2 separate regions of the Oryctolagus cuniculus genome follow, and region 1 is linked to region 2. A link is a contact called in public Hi-C data. All regions are on one chromosome and are shown on one strand. Each heading gives the region's core, a stretch centred on a gene start, on an enhancer-like site or on the middle of the called end of the contact. The rest is flanking DNA. Distances are from core to core; before and after follow the strand shown.

Region 1 (4,646 bases), core at 321-2,820, 150 kb after region 2:
TTCTTCCACACTGAGCTTCCTGTTTCTATGGCAATGAATAGGATGTTTTGCACCAAGAAACACTTTAAATGCCACTGGGGGAAGGTAAGAACCACACATCGCTCTCTACAGAGCAGCGAGGTGAAATGAGATGCTAAGAAGAACTGAGTGAAACAAGCAGAGAAAGGAAGCAGAGGCACAGTGGGAGCAAGGAGAAGGAAGGACAAGAAGCCTCTGCAGAATAAATAAATCAGCAACATCACAGGCAAGAACTGTACCCCTCAGAGTGGCAGTCATAGGTCCAGGGGCACTCTTGAACCCTCGGAAGGAGCCTGCCAACTTCCTAAGAGTGGTGTTTCCTAAGGTGTTTTTCCTAAGGTTTTTCCTAAGGTGATTCTTCCCTGGAGGCAGGGCTACAGGACTCAAGGAGGCAGCCCCACACACTCATACAACGTAGGGCACACATTTAAAGACTGTCTCCTGCAAGTGCTTGCTGTACACACATAGACTAGCACAAGGCCCCTGGTCATCAACCCTTCCACCTAGAAGGTTAGAACCAGGCTTTCCCAGCCATAACTGATGCCTGTGGATTGGTAAGGGAAGGCTCTGCTCTCTCTCCTTTCTGCCTTCTCTTGTCCACTTGTGCTTCCAAGAAGGCAGATGTTTATAGTAATGTCAAATAAGAGGGGTGTAACAAGAGAGCCTGCAGAATTAAAGTGGTGATGGTGAATTAAAGTGGTCTGCCCTCTTTTCTCCAATTAATACCAAAGATTATGTGGCCAAATCATCAGGTAGAAAGAGAGACCACAATACAATTTATAATGCAACCTGGTAGAGCTATAAGTAGCATATCAAGTACTTCTCACTTTTGATTTTGCTAATTCCTCCACCAAAGCCAAGCCAAATGAAATCAAGCTCCATCTAGCCTGAAGTTCCTGTTGTATAAGGTTTTAAGAGCTATAAGCTCCAATTAAAGACATGGCAGCAGGAAGAGCCAGTGGAAGTGTAGTCTTAAAATAGCTGGTCCCCAAGGAAGGCCAAGCAGATGTATTTGTCCAGCTGTTTGGTGGAGGCCCGAGGCCTCTCACTCACTCGCCAGAGACCTGTAAAAGGCTCACCTACAGCTGCTTATGAAATTGGTTCCTTGTAAATGAAAGTCGACCAGGAGTCATATGAGCCAATGGCAGCTGGACAGAGGACTGAGGAGCCAAACGAAGCAGGAAATGGCCACGGGCCAGGGTAAACAACTGGGGACAGGAGCCGAGGTGAGTGTCTGTCCCAGGATAGCTCAGTGAGGCACTGCTTTCCAAGGGCTTGGCCAGAGCTACCTGGTTTATTTTCAGTGAATATGGGTATGCCCCAATTCACCATGGGAGCCTTGAATTTGCATTTCTACTTTAAGAGACCCTAAAAAGTACATATAATGAAATGCTAATTTATGCCTTCTGCAAAGATTGGAATCGAGTATGGCTTGACGCAACTGCTAAACAGAACAGATTTGGAATCTCTGGCAGGCAGGAGAGGAGGGTGGAGGGAGCACGTGCCTCTTGAGTTCTGGAAGGGAGGCTGAGGGGAGGCTGGGAATTTCCTGGCGTCGGACTCCCTGCAGAACAGCCCAAGGGACATTCAGCACCCGCTGAGGGATGGCCTTGCCGTCTCCATAGCTCTGACCCAACATGACAACACCCAACAGCACCGAGCACAGAATAGGTCTTTGGTAAATATTTGGTGAGTTCATTAATCATGCTGGGAATGTCTGGGTACAAACACTTCCTCTCATGTTTTGGGTACTGTTAGATCTCTTTAAAAACTCCACACCCAGCTTCACAATAAAGCAGAAAACCCTCTTACATGTGACGTTCTAAGCTCTTCTACACAGCAGTTTCTCAAAGGTCACTGGATTTTTCTGACCCTAACAGAGTGCTCACCACCCTGGACAGTCTGTGTAAATGCTTCTTCCCATTCCCTTGCTCACACCCTCCTACCCTGGGGCCACACCCATGGCTGACACTGCTGTTTGTCCTAAACGGGTTCTGCTACTAAGAATAAGCCAGAAATTCCCTCTCTTCATCCACTTTTTTTCACTGTTACTGATATCGAGCTGACTGGAGGACAAACAACACACCAGCAGACTTCTGGAAGATTGTTGTAAACAGCTACATTCTTGCCCAGCACACAACACCACATTAATGAAGGAATCCACCTGTCCACAAAAGAGAAGCCCAAGTAACCATGCCCCCGCCACGACCCTTTCACCTCGCACATAGATTGTATCAGAGTTCCTGTTGGCCTAAGCTGGACAATCATTTTCTTTCTCTTAGGAATTAGGAATTGGATTTAAAGATACAAATGAAGAGAAATCAGCATCTATGTTTGGTTCAGATGTGAATTTTGGAGCCAGGGTGGCCATATGCAGGGATGACCAGAACAGACAATATGGGGAGGAAAAAACAAAAGCAAATGTGAAGAGTAGAGCAGAGTTGAAGATGCCTGGATACACTTCGTGCTACTGAGTTTGAAGACAACTTTGCATCTTTATCATGGGTTCCGATTTATTGATTAGCCTCACTGACTTTCTGATACTTGTAACCCAGAGAACTTTAAAAGACAATAGTAAGCATTGGAGGGTGAACCAACGGCAAAGGAAGACCTTTCTCTCTGTCTCTCTCTCTCACTATCCACTCTGCCTGTCAAAAAAAAAAAAAAAAAAAAGACAATAGTAAGCTCCACCATAGCCAACTGTTGCACCTATCCAGTCTACATTCCTAACCATATTCTTTCAAATTTTACCACAACTCTACTCAGTCTCTGTGTGTTTCCCAGGGGTCTATGTCACTCTGACCAGGACCCTTTCCTTAGTTCTCAGCCACTTCTGAAACTGTCCTGACTACTCACTCCAAATCATCTCTCTCTGCCTCTGCAGTCTGCTACTTTGCTTGAGGCTAATCACTATACCCATTCCTCTGGCTCTCTTCCTCTGCTTCCCTGGATTGCTTCCCAGGCTTGGAATGGGCTTCCCCTTCCTCTGGGCCATACGGCTACATCCAGATTGGACATTGGATGTATTTTCCCTTCTGCATATGGAACGGTTTCTACCTGCTGCTTTATGTTGAGGAACAGAAATTCTCACGGTCAAAAAAATGGGGGCTACTGGTGGGGCATAGCACCTACTGCCACTTGACTTTGGTGAGCTCAACACAGTGTCTGGCCCTTAACATTCATATTCAGAGTAATGAAAGATTTGCACAATTAGAAAGAGATCTAAACTACTGAGGAAATGAGTGAGCTCAAATATACTCTTGGCTCCCATAAGGAGCAGGGTTCCCCTTTACTACAGGAAGACTTGAAGGACGTCCAGCTCTAGGGAAGCTGCCTGCATGAAGCCCATGTTCTCCCAGGTGGAAAAGTTTTGGGATAAGTATGCAGTACACAACAATTCATGGTACTTCATTCTAGGTTGGATATTAATGAACTATATCATGAAAAGAAAGCACAATGCAATAGAAGAAAAACCCAATGAATGAATGACGGTTCAACCATCCAATGAAAAGACAAGGGTTCTTAAAAACTTTATGGAGATGTTTATTATGCAAAAATTGTATGTGGATTGCAAAATTTGGAAGAGGGGTAAAATAAACCAATCTTTCAATTCCATTTTCCAGGGAAACCATATAACCAGGGAGATGCTACAGAGGAGAGGCACTCTCAGGAAAGGATCCATTAGGAAGGGGAATACAGCTTGTACACAGCTCAGGATTGAATATTTTAAGAACCACAGGCCATGCTGCCGAACATTTCATATGATATTTATGATAAGAGACCTGAAGAAGCCAGATTTGCATTTCTAAATGTAATATAGGGGTGGGAGTGTAGGGGACAATGACAGTGAGCTATAGCAGGTGAGAGAGGTCTTATCTGCTAATTCACTCCCCAAACGCCCATAATGGGGGCTGAAGTCAGAGCTAGAAACTCAATCCAATTCTCCCAGGTGGGTGGCAGGAACCCAACCACCTCAGGCATCACTATTTCCTCCCATATAAATAAGAGCTAGAACTTAAACTCAAGCATTTCAATGTGGGATGTGGGCATCTTAACCAGTATCTTAACTGCTAGGCCAAATACCTGCCCCACTCTTGTTTTTATATGAAAGAGAGAGCACATAAGAAATACTGTTTAGTAATATCAACAATAAAGGTGGGAGAGAAGGAGCCAGAGAGGGGGAGAGACTTTTATTATGAGATGGAGATGTATCCTGCAACATAAGGAATCATAATAATTTTTCTTACAGACACACATATGGAAAAGGTCTCTCTCTGCTTTACACTCTCCACTGGATTTCTCCTCTACTCCTTCTGGCTTCCTGTTGTTCTCTGCCAAAAGAAATGTTTTCCTGTCACTCTTTGAAACTATTTTAATTTTATTTTGGAGTGGACTCCAATTTGTTTAAGTGTGGGATTACACATTGTTACAAATAATCACCATATTAAAAGTTTGCAATGGAGCCCTATTAGGAATAAATGCAGCTGGGATACTTTTTACATTTTAAGAAAATTTTCTTAAAATTTATTTGCAAAGCAGAGAGACAGAGATCTCCCATGTTCTTGTCCACTCTGCAAATAATAGCAATAGCCAGTTTCTGGCCAGGTCCAAATCAGGAGCCTGGAACT
Region 2 (4,676 bases), core at 1,205-3,704:
TGGGGATGGGAGTGGAGTTACAGGTGAGTGATTTACTCAAAGTCACAGAACTAGTGAGTCATGGAACCAGAATTCAACACCGGTTCTCCTGACTTCAGATTATATGTCATGTTCACTGAGAGGTCACACCAGTCTGCTGGGCTGCTAGTGGTTAAATATTAGAACTTTTTTTGACATGTTGTTGAGTGTGATTCATATGAAGAAAGAGAAGCCATATTTAAATTTGGGGGGGAGAATCAGAACTCATACGATTGAGAAATTTGAGGCACTCCATGTAGAATGTGTATTTTCCAGACCTCTGAAGGTATCAGCTAGCTGAGGGCAGTAACTCTTACATTTACCCAGTCACCTCCCTAGATCTGAGAATCTCAGAATCTTCAAGCAACATCTTTATACTTGATAGTCAAGAGTGACTATCAATCCCTAAATTGGGTATTGGACAAAATCCCCACTTATAGACCTTTATTTATATGTGAGCCTGATCAGCTTCTTATCTGTGATTTGCCAAAAGACAAAAACTTTCTGAATTGCATTTTCTGCCTCATCTATTATTTGTTTATTAGTTAATGTATTTCACTGATGTCAGAGTGTGGTTAATTCTCTTATTTCAGTATTGTTTATCCTCTTGTTTTCTTTCATCTGCTCTCAGAATTCCCATAACACTTAATATGTCTCCCATGTCACTTTTTTGTCTGTATTTTTGTGCTTACAAAGTGATTAAGGTGAAATTTTTATCTCACATTCTATACTGTAAGGGACAAAATAGTTCTTCATTGTGTTGGTGTCCTCTTTGGTCTTTTAAAAGTGATGACTGAGAAACAAGTAAATGCCTAATTAAGCAGTTATTGAATTTAATAAAAATATTTTTTGACAGGCAGAGTTAGACAGTGAGAGAGAGACAGAGAGAAAGGTCTTCCTTTTTCCATTGGTTCACCCCCACAAATGGCCGCTATGGCCGGCGTGCTGCGGCTGGTGTACTGCGCCGATCCGAAGCCATTAGCCAGGTGCCTCTTCCTGGTCTCCCATGTGGGTGCAGGGCCCAAGCACTTGGGCCATCCTCCACTGCCTTCCCGGGCCACAGCAGAGAGCTGGACTGGACGAGGAGCAACCGGGACAGAATCCGGCGCCCCAACCGGGACTAGAACATGGGGTGCTGGCGCTGCAGGTGGAGGATTAGCCAAGTGAGCCACGGCGCCAGCAATAAAAATATTTTCTATGAGTTTTAAAATCTTTTGGTGGCCTGAAAAACTGATGCCCAGGCACATATTTAATCTTAATTATGTGAGTGATATCAATCAGCACATCTGATATTTATTAAATATCTAGAGCAGAGTCATAGGAACAAATTTCTGAATTTTTGATGATATTTTAATGCAAAAAGACTGTTTTTAAAGTAAAATAATAACCCTCTTCCCCACAAAATAAATAAAACTAAATCAAGGCACCTACATTCTCACACAAGCATGTATTCTTTTCCTTGTCTTGACCATGAAAGCAAAAATTTCGTAGCTATTGTTTTCTACGAAACTGTAACTGAAATTTGTGGTCCTCTGATTTTATAATCTTCTTTCCTACTCAGATCCTAGTGTCTGAACATTCAGCCCCCTCTGTAGGGTCCTCTGGAATGATTAAAGGGCTCAGACTTTGAAGGCTTAAAAGATTTAATGAGATAACCTAAAATATGGCCTCAGAATGTCAGGGATCCCTGGAAGAAAGAAGCAGGTGCCAGCGTCAAGTGAAGGCAGAGCACAGCTGTCCTGGGTGCAGGGTTAAGGGCTGTGCACACATGGGATCTGGCTGTGCTGGCTGTGCTGGGAGGCCCACGACTGCTCCTGAGCAGAGGAGTGGTGCACTCAGCGCTGTGATTTAGGAAGATCGTTCTGGCAGGGCTGTGTTGGATGGCAGTGGCGTAGGGAGTGGAAGTGAGGGTGGAGTGAGTGGGTGCAGCCATCAGTGCAAGCACAAAGCCACCTAAGAGGCACTTCCATGAATTCCCACCGGGAATTGTCACCTGATGTGTGCTCTTTGGGGGCTCCTCCCACACTTAGATCACAGATGAAGGCACTGCACAAAACACTTGAGTGAATACTTGAATCCTAAGTACAGAGAATTGCTTCTGACTTGACTTCCTCCAGTCTTCCCCCTCAGTTCTTCATTTTGCATATTTTGCATTATGGTGCCCTTGGGGCTTCAGCTAAAGATTATTTTCCTTAAGTCTATTTTGATGCTTTCTTAACAGGTCAATGCCTCTGATAATTGTCCCTGGATTCCATGTATCCAAAGGCACTGGGCCCAGACCTGTCCTTTGGAAATTTGCCACGTGGACCCAGAGTAACTTCTGATCTTTGTGCAGTGGGAGGTCAGACAACAATTCAGGGTCTGAGTTGGAGTGGAAGTGGAAAAGATTGACAGGCTGCACACAATGTGAGGGAAAGTGCACAGGAAGCCTGTGTAGGACTGCCTGACTGAGGATGGGAGAGGGCGTGTGTGTGTGTGTGTGTGTGTGTGTGTGCAGTGTGCGGGTGGGAAGCAGGAAAAAGCTGTCAGTGATGACTTCAGGCTTTGAGCCTGGGAGTTTGAATATTACTTTTAATAGAAGAAGGGAGATAAAGAGAGAAGCTGGTATGAAAAGCCGTGTGATGAATTTGCACACCAGTTGAAAAGCATGAATTTGATCGTCCACCTACAAAAGTATAAATTTTATATGACTTAACTTTTCTTTTTCCAGGCAGGAATTTCAGGGGGCTTCTTCCTCTTCTTGCTGACCTTTTGGCTCCTTAAATGTTTACAAGAACTTAACATGGTTTTAGATCTTCTCAACCTTAACCCGCTGAAATCCCCCACAAATTCACTTCCTCAGGGACATGTGTACATGTCAGAGATGTCACAGCAGCCAGAAGTGTGCTTTTCAGCCTCCTAAAATACAAACGTAGAGGAAAAATAGCTATCTTTTCATTTTGAAGAGCATGGTCGTTGCCATCTCACGACTTGCTGAAATAGCACAGCAAAGGAATGTCTCTTGGCAGACCTGCACCATCTACGCAAACACACGCGCATCTCCTTCTCCATGGTGTATGTGACTGAGGCAGTGTAGTTCATGCAAGCGGAGGGGTGGCTTAACTGAGCACTCACATCTGAAAGAAACCTACCAGCCTGTTGAACCTAAAGTTACCCTCTCAATTGGTGGTATTTCTAACAACAGAAAACATTAGTTTCTTAATTTGATGAGAGCAATGAGTTGTCCAGTTCCAGTATTATCCACCCCATTGCCGTCCACAAAGAGTTTCTAAATTTCAGAAGAGATACTCTTGATTAAATTGTTTAAGAGCTTATAATGATCCTGTAATTACCATTTGTCATTACCTTCTGTACTAATGATTAAAGCAAACATTTAATAAGTAGGGGGCAGTAAGTATATTTTAGATCTTGAGCCATAAAAAGATTTCCATTAACAGAATGCTTTGTGCACAAATAAATTATTCATTGACTGTAGCAGAGCTTGATTCTGTCATCAGTCTTAATGGAAATTTTGAGAACACCAGTCCTCACAGACACCAACACTCAGTTAGCTTGAGTTCCCATTCTTCTTACATGGTACCTGAGCATATTTGGCTATTTGTAAAAGCTTTAGTTCAGTTAAATTCCATGAATATTTACGGAATCTCTTCCATGTGAATTGAGTATTCTGGTGCTGAGGAAGAACACAAAGATGAGCAGGTCTGCATTTCAGCCTTCAAGTTGGTTATACACCCTAAAACTCAGATAAGACTGCTGTATACCTGGCTTGGATATAAGGAAGCTTACAGTAGTAGTAGAAGCTTATAATAGTACCCTCAGAGATGAATAAATGAAATGCTATGTAAATTCAGAGGGGGAAAGAAGTCATTTTCTCATAGGTATGTTGGGGTTGGGGGCTTGAGATCAGAAATATTCCTGAAGAAGGATTTAAAGATGGGCAAGATATTGACAAGGGGAGAGAATTACATTCACACAAGCAGAGAGATGGAATAGATAATATTGATATGAACATGGAATGAAAAGTAACTTGGTATGTCTGGAAGATAGATTGGTTAAGTGGAAAGGAAACGAAAAAGAAAAAAGAGGCAGGGAGGGCATGGAGAGATCTAGAGAGCATAGTATGCCTTGAATATAGCTAGCACGTCAGTATAGTAGGCATTAGAGAACCTGTACCAACTCTTGAGCTAAGGAATAACATGGTGGTTGCCTTATGTTTTTGAAAGAGCTATCTGTCCACTGAAGATAGCATCACAGAAAGTTGGAGAACCTGGATGTAGCAAGCTAGAAAGCTATTGGAATCATCTCCAAGAGGTAATCTTAGTTAAGTTCTGAACTAGGATTGGGGCGCCGGATTCTGTCCCGGTTGCCCCCCTTCCAGGCCAGCTCTCTGCTATGGCCCGGGAGTGCAGTAGAGGATGGCCCAAGTGCTTGGGCCCTGCACCCCATGGGAGACTAGGATAAGCACCTGGCTCCTGCCTTTGGATCAGCGCGGTGCGCCGGCTGCAGTGGCCATTGGAGGGTGAACCAAGGGCAAAAGGAAGACCTTTCTCTTGGTCTCTCTCACTGTTCACTCTGCCTGTCAAAAAAAAAAAAAAAGTTCTGAACTGTAATAAGAACACAAAGGAGGGGACACAAGGGAGACAAAGTAGATGCAGTGT

Evidence for each region. A called contact is a pair of places that touch in the nucleus more often than the background predicts.
Region 1: a contact with region 2 is called in a Hi-C map of liver, with 2.8 times the contacts expected there. The contact joins two enhancer-like sites. A contact is called at or near these places in 2 of 6 Hi-C or Micro-C datasets (liver and an unstated tissue).

Annotation. Positions count from the first base shown.
Region 1 is chr5:25,971,776-25,976,421 of mOryCun1.1, forward strand. No RefSeq gene overlaps it. Among named protein-coding and RNA genes, the nearest start is that of HIVEP2, 280 kb to the left of the region's middle. Within about 2 kb of position 1,571, at least 5 of the 8 cell types and tissues checked have an H3K27ac peak or open chromatin away from gene starts, as enhancers often do.
Region 2 is chr5:25,820,072-25,824,747 of mOryCun1.1, forward strand. The region is part of intron 2 of HIVEP2 (HIVEP zinc finger 2); the gene reads left to right. Among named protein-coding and RNA genes, the nearest start is that of HIVEP2, 120 kb to the left of the region's middle. Within about 2 kb of position 2,455, at least 1 of the 8 cell types and tissues checked has an H3K27ac peak or open chromatin away from gene starts, as enhancers often do.